Linked DNA regions of Sus scrofa: region 1 is linked to region 2. Evidence: chromatin contacts called from public HiChIP or PLAC-seq data. All regions are on one chromosome and are shown on one strand. The core of a region is the stretch at or near the end of the contact, and the rest is flanking DNA. Distances in the headings are between cores, read along the strand shown.

Region 1 (2,787 bases), core at 197-2,696, 72 kb before region 2:
ATTATGATGGGGAAGTTTTAAATTGACAGGACAAGCCAACATTCTTAAACAAATACTTAGTAACATTAAACTAAAGCCTCTTATTTACTGCCAAGAAGTTAAAAACAGAATTTTAGTAGATTGTGGAAATGAGGGTCTGAGATAGTTATTCTAAAGAGTAACAACATAATTCTGATAAATGAGTAAAGAAAAATTACCATCTAATACTTTCTTGTTTGGTAGGCAGTATTATCATACACTAAGAGATGTGAAGCTAGTGTCTTGTTTAAATGTTTCTTAACGGTCTTGTTTTAAAAAATTCAAAATTACGTATAATTGATCACATCAGATATAAAGCCACTTAAAACATTCTTTACTTGTTATTACTGTAAATTCTTTGAAGGAAGATTGTATCATTGATCTTTTAAAAAAAAAAACTCAATAAATTTTTTATATGTATAGCTGTACAACCATCATCACAACCTAATTTTACATTTCCATCCCAAACCCCCAGCCCACCCCTCCCCACCCCCATATCATTCATCTTTATCCTCTCCCCATCTCACTCCAAACATATTGCCTGGCATGGAGTAATCATCAAGCAAATAGACTGTTTTGTGTAAATTATCCTATTCTGGTTTTGGACCCCTTTAATTTATGGTTCAACGTAAACAAGTTTCTTGTCAGGTGACATTAAAATAAAGCAGTCTGTGTGGCTATAGAACTACATCATTCAAACATGTAGCAAAAGTGATTAGCTTGTGGTTAACTCATGACTGAATAAGCTTGGAATGAGAAAATCTTGGAATCTCTGAAAAATACTGTATTATTTTAATATCAATATTTTTTTTCAGACTGCAATTACATGCCTGTCTACTGTTCTATCAATTGATTTCAAGCCTTCAGAAATAGAAGTTGGAGTGGTTACAGTTGAAAATCCTAAATTCAGGTGAGTTATATTGTCAGCCAGGTACTTGGAGAAGTTTGCCAAGTGATAAATTCTAGCCTAGAAAGGTGGAGGTTTATAGGTCCATTTGTCCTGTAACTTGAGGTAAAAATGCTTTTTTGAACTACAGTTAGACCACCTGGGACCACCCTACTGTTGGTTGTTGTTGATTCCTTTAGTACCTGAGAGATGGGTTTAAAACTTAATTGGATGTCTTTAAGACATAACTGCTTTTCTTCTCATTTTATATAAGGAGTAAAGTAAGCAGAAGTGTTTTTTCTGTTTTTAGCTTAAAGCCAATAGAAATTCACCCTCCCAAAGTAGTTTTCAGGTGGAGTTTTGATTAGTTAGTACATTTAAGTGGAGCTTTGAAGAACAATATGAAATACTAATATACATCAAACCCTATCTAGATATCTTTGAAACCCCCAAATTTTGCATATAGCTAATTGAATTGCAGATGCTGGATGCTGTCTGTTCTTACTCACTTAGTGACTAACTCCCACAAATCAACTTCACAGCTTCCATGAGTCAGATCTGTACTGGGTGCTTAACATATCAGCTCACTTAATCCTCCCAGCAGTTCTGTGAGGTGGTTTTCTTTTTCCATGAGCCTGGATGATCCTGTGAATAGCGAAAAATACTTCAGTTAAATCCACAGATGCACAGAAGCTGCTGGAAGGCATGTTAACTATTATGTGTGTCTAATCTTGGGTCACATTATAAAGACACGTGGTCATAGTTAGGGTTGGGGAAAAAAAGGTAGTAAACTAAGCTTAACCAGACCTTGAAGAGTTGAGTTAGAATATTTGTTTCTAATTTGTTATTTTTGTTGCCTTGCAGGTGATTAAAAAGTGAAAGATTTAAGGAAAATTTATAGAATTTTTTAAAAAGCAAAATAGAATTCAGTCTTCCCCATCTCCTGCCCCCGTCATTGAAAAGTTTGCTTTAAAAAAAAAACAACACAGTAAATTTCCAGCAGGAACAATTTATAGATATCTCTGAAGGACCTACAGTTGGTTCTTGTTTTATGTTCTGAGACCCTCCTATAGCCTTTTAAATTTTTTTGTTATTTGGCCATTCCTGCAGCTTGTTGAGTTTCCCGGCCAAGAATCCAACTAGCACCACAGTAGCAACCCAAGCCGGATTCTTAACCTGCTGCACCACAAGAGAACTCCAGCCTTTAAAATTTTTATTTCCATCTGTTAGTTAAATAGATAAGAAACGAAAGATCCTATATCTTCAAAAGGCCCTTGTATCATTTATAAATTCTGATAGTATACTTAAATAACTAGGATATATAACATAACCATCAACAACTATATAACTATTTGCATTACACTGCTTTATATTTCAGTTTGCACTAAAAAAATGTCACTTCTAGGAGTCCTCTGTGGCTTAGTGGATTAAGGATCTGGTGTTGTCACTACAGCAGCTCAGATTGCTGCACTGATGCAGGTTTGCTTACCTAGCCCAAGAACTTCCATTATTCCATGGGTGGGCCCAAAATATATTGTCACTTTAAGAAATTGTGCTCTTTTTTTTTGTTTGTTTGTTTTGTTTTTTAGGGCCACACCCTTGGCATATGCAGGTTCCCTGGCTAAGGGTCCAATCAGAGCTGCAGCCGCCGGCCTGTGGCAGAGCCACAGCAATGAGGGATCCAAGCCATGTCTGCAACCTGTATACCACAGCTCACGGCAATGCCGGATCCTTAACCCACTGAGCTTGGCCAAGGATCAAACCCATGTCCTCATGGATGCTAGTTGGGTTTGTTAACCACTGAGCCATGACTGGAACTCCCAACAAATTTTATTCTTAAAAGTCCACATTAAAGGTTGCCAATGGAGTTCCCATCATGGCTC
Region 2 (2,734 bases), core at 214-2,713:
TGGTGGCCTGCAGAATGGAGTGGAGGTGCTGGGTCCCGCGGGGCTGAGTCAGGACTCCCACACTGGCCAGGCAGCCCTGCTCACAGGCAAGGTGTAGAGGGGTATTTCCTCGAAAGTCTCGGAGCTCAGGATCACAGCCAGCTTCCAGAAGTGCCTCAGCGATTTCTGGCTGGTTGGTGATCACCGCCAAGTGGAGTGGAGTCTACCAACAGAAGAGGGACAGAAAGGATAAGCCATGGATCAAACCCACAATCCATGTTCCCCTTGAACCCTAGAGATATCCTGGTTGTGCGTGCCGCTCCTCCCAGACAGATACAAGGGGTTAAGGAAACAGACGGGAGACCCCAGGTGGGCTTCATAAAAGCCTCACCAAATCAATGGGATTTTTCCTTCCTCTCTAGGATGTTGGCTGATTCAGATGTAAAAGCTCAGGGCGGATCATGACTAGGGGCAGTTAATTGGGAAATCATTGGAAATAACTGTGCTAGATCCAGCTCCATCAAGGGGTCAGAGAGGCAGAACCCAAGAGGCACGGGGCGGGCAAGCAGCGCACCTGCTGCAGGTTGTTCTGGAAGTTAAGAAAAGCCAGATCTCCCTTCACTTGGCGGACCACTTCCATGGTCAGTGCCTTCTCTTCATGGATGATGGCCAAGTGCAGGAACCTGAGGGGAAGAGAGGGAAAACCCCCAGGGCTGGTGAGTGCACTGCGTGGGGCCCAGGGAGGCACAGCCCGCAGGGGATTGCGCAAGCCCGGGGTTTCTGGAGGCCGAGGCCGCGGTGTTTTCCGCGAGGTTATTATGAGCTGAGTGTTCCTGGCAGGCACCCAGGGACTTTCCGCCCCCCCCCCCTCCCCAGGCGGCGGGCGCCGGCCAGACCGCCCCGCCCTCCCGCCGGGCCGGAACGCCCTGTACTTCCCCTCCCGCCCGCCAGCGGGGCAGAAACTCCCGCCCCCCCTTATGCAAGCGGGGACTTCGCGTCCCCGTGGCCGCCCCGCCCCCGGCCGAGGGGACCCGCAAAGGTGGGTGAGGGGTGGGAGGTGTGCACGGCTGCAAGGTAGAGCCGCGGGACCACGGCCCCAATCCCCGATCCCCGGCTCCCACGCGCAACCGTGCACCTTTGCACAGCCTCGGGGTCCGTGCACGAACCCCGATTCGCGGCCGCAGCGCGGGCCCCGCACCTCCGGCTGCAGGCCCAGCGCCCCCACCCGGCCCCGCCACCCGGGCCCGCGACACTTACGAGTCTCCGTCCTCGGTGAGCTGCTGCTTCCAGGGCTCGGCGCCGCGGGGCGCCTCCTGCGGCTCGAGGCGGATCTCGCGCAGCTCCTTCACCATCTGCTCGTACTCCTCGTCCTTCATGGAGTCCAGGCCGCTGTCGTGGCGGTCATCCAGTAGCCGCTCCTTCTTGAGCGCGTCCCGGGGCCCCTCCATGGCCCACTCCTGGCCGGGCTCTGCGGGCTGGAACATGGCGCGATGAGGGCTTGGGCGCTGCTCCCTAGGTGCGCGGGCCACAGGCTGCGCGGCGCGCTGGCTGCTCGCGGTGGCTCGGGCGGGCGGGACGATGGCCTCGGACTGTTGTGGGCTCGGCAGCGCCGCCGCGGCGCCCTATAAACGCTGGCAGGGGATTTCTCCTGGGCGGGGTCAAGCTCGGGGAATTTCCAAGCCAGTCAGACCAGAAAAGAGAACTGGCCTCGTCCTCTGCTGGGGGAAAAAGAAGCCTAAACCCCGCGCCCGGGTTCATCAGAGAAACTCCCTGCGATGAGCCACTGGGGTCATGTACAGGGAACTTTTTAATGCACGCTGAGTGGCTGGAAAGTCCTCCCGACCCGGCCCCCTCCCCCGGTACTTCCCTGCAGCCTGCAGTCAGTAATCCTGGCCCTCTGCATGGAACCTTATTTTCCCTGGGGTTTCCCACGATCGATTTGATTTGGGGTCGTCGGCTGCTAAGATCCCAAGGATGGAGAACTGCTGGTTTGCTGACCTGCCGATGCTTTCCTTTTTTTTTTTTTTTTTTTTTTTTAATCTCTTGAAAATGGGAGTGGAAATGTTGGCTGGATCTAGGGATTCACTTCCCTAAACTCCTGGGGAAGGACACACTGAGGGTGGAAGGTCGCCGGCTGCCTCTGCGTTCCTACCAAAGACCAGGCTCCTGGCAGTGCAGGGACATAAACCTCCCCCTCCCTCAAGCCCCCCTCAGGTAGAAGTCGTGAAAGCTTTAGCATTAACAGCGTAAATGCTTAGAGAACCCTCAAATCATTTCCTCGGTATGAACAGTCCTGTTGACTGGGGGAGGAGCAAGCACTCTGCCCTGGATGCTGGAAAATGCTGGATATGACTGGGCTATTTTTCAGGGAAAGCAAGGTGTTAATTTTTATAGCAAAGGTTGTAGATACTTTGCAGTGACAAAATAATTACTGAGGTCGTGTTCCTCCATTTGCACTGTGCTGCTGCAGAGAACCTACTTGTGGGGGCCGCTTTCTAGAAGCATTTGGAGAAGGTGGCTAAAGAATGGGTTGAGTAGTATTTTACCCAAGATTGGGCCTTAAAGATGGCTAAGAAAGTAGTTGCCAGGCATACTGCAGGAGGCTCAGGGCAGCCCCAAGGTGGCCTTCATCCTGCCCCTGCTGGCTTCTTGGGGGACAAAGGAGGGGGCAGCAGTTGGACCTGTCCATGCCATATGGGTAGCTACTCCAGGTTCACCATGTCCAGGTCTCAGCTGCAGAAACAGAAGTATGCTC

Evidence for each region. HiChIP or PLAC-seq counts read pairs in DNA pulled down with a chosen protein or histone mark.
Region 1: an H3K27ac HiChIP or PLAC-seq map of alveolar macrophages shows a contact between it and region 2. The contact joins the enhancer-like site here to the promoter of NFKBIA in region 2. A contact is called at or near these places in 1 of 5 promoter capture datasets (liver), 16 of 47 Hi-C or Micro-C datasets (adipose tissue, alveolar macrophages, blood and 9 more) and 2 of 2 datasets of contacts at active chromatin or transcription factors (alveolar macrophages and skeletal muscle).

Annotation. Positions count from the first base shown.
Region 1 is chr7:64,579,195-64,581,981 of Sscrofa11.1, reverse strand. It overlaps PSMA6 (proteasome subunit alpha 6), which reads left to right. Exons shown (of 7, transcript NM_001139472.2): 6 at 834-928. Among named protein-coding and RNA genes, the nearest start is that of PSMA6, 23 kb to the left of the region's middle. Within about 2 kb of position 1,446, at least 7 of the 83 cell types and tissues checked have an H3K27ac peak or open chromatin away from gene starts, as enhancers often do. A contact at or near this core is called in alveolar macrophages and embryonic fibroblasts, where this site is marked.
Region 2 is chr7:64,506,848-64,509,581 of Sscrofa11.1, reverse strand. It overlaps NFKBIA (NFKB inhibitor alpha), which reads right to left and starts at 1,463. Exons shown (of 6, transcript NM_001005150.1): 1 at 1,237-1,463; 2 at 554-662; 3 at 1-202. The coding sequence starts at 1,463. It overlaps LOC110261573 (a long non-coding RNA gene), which reads left to right and starts at 669. Exons shown (of 3, transcript XR_002345861.1): 1 at 669-1,018.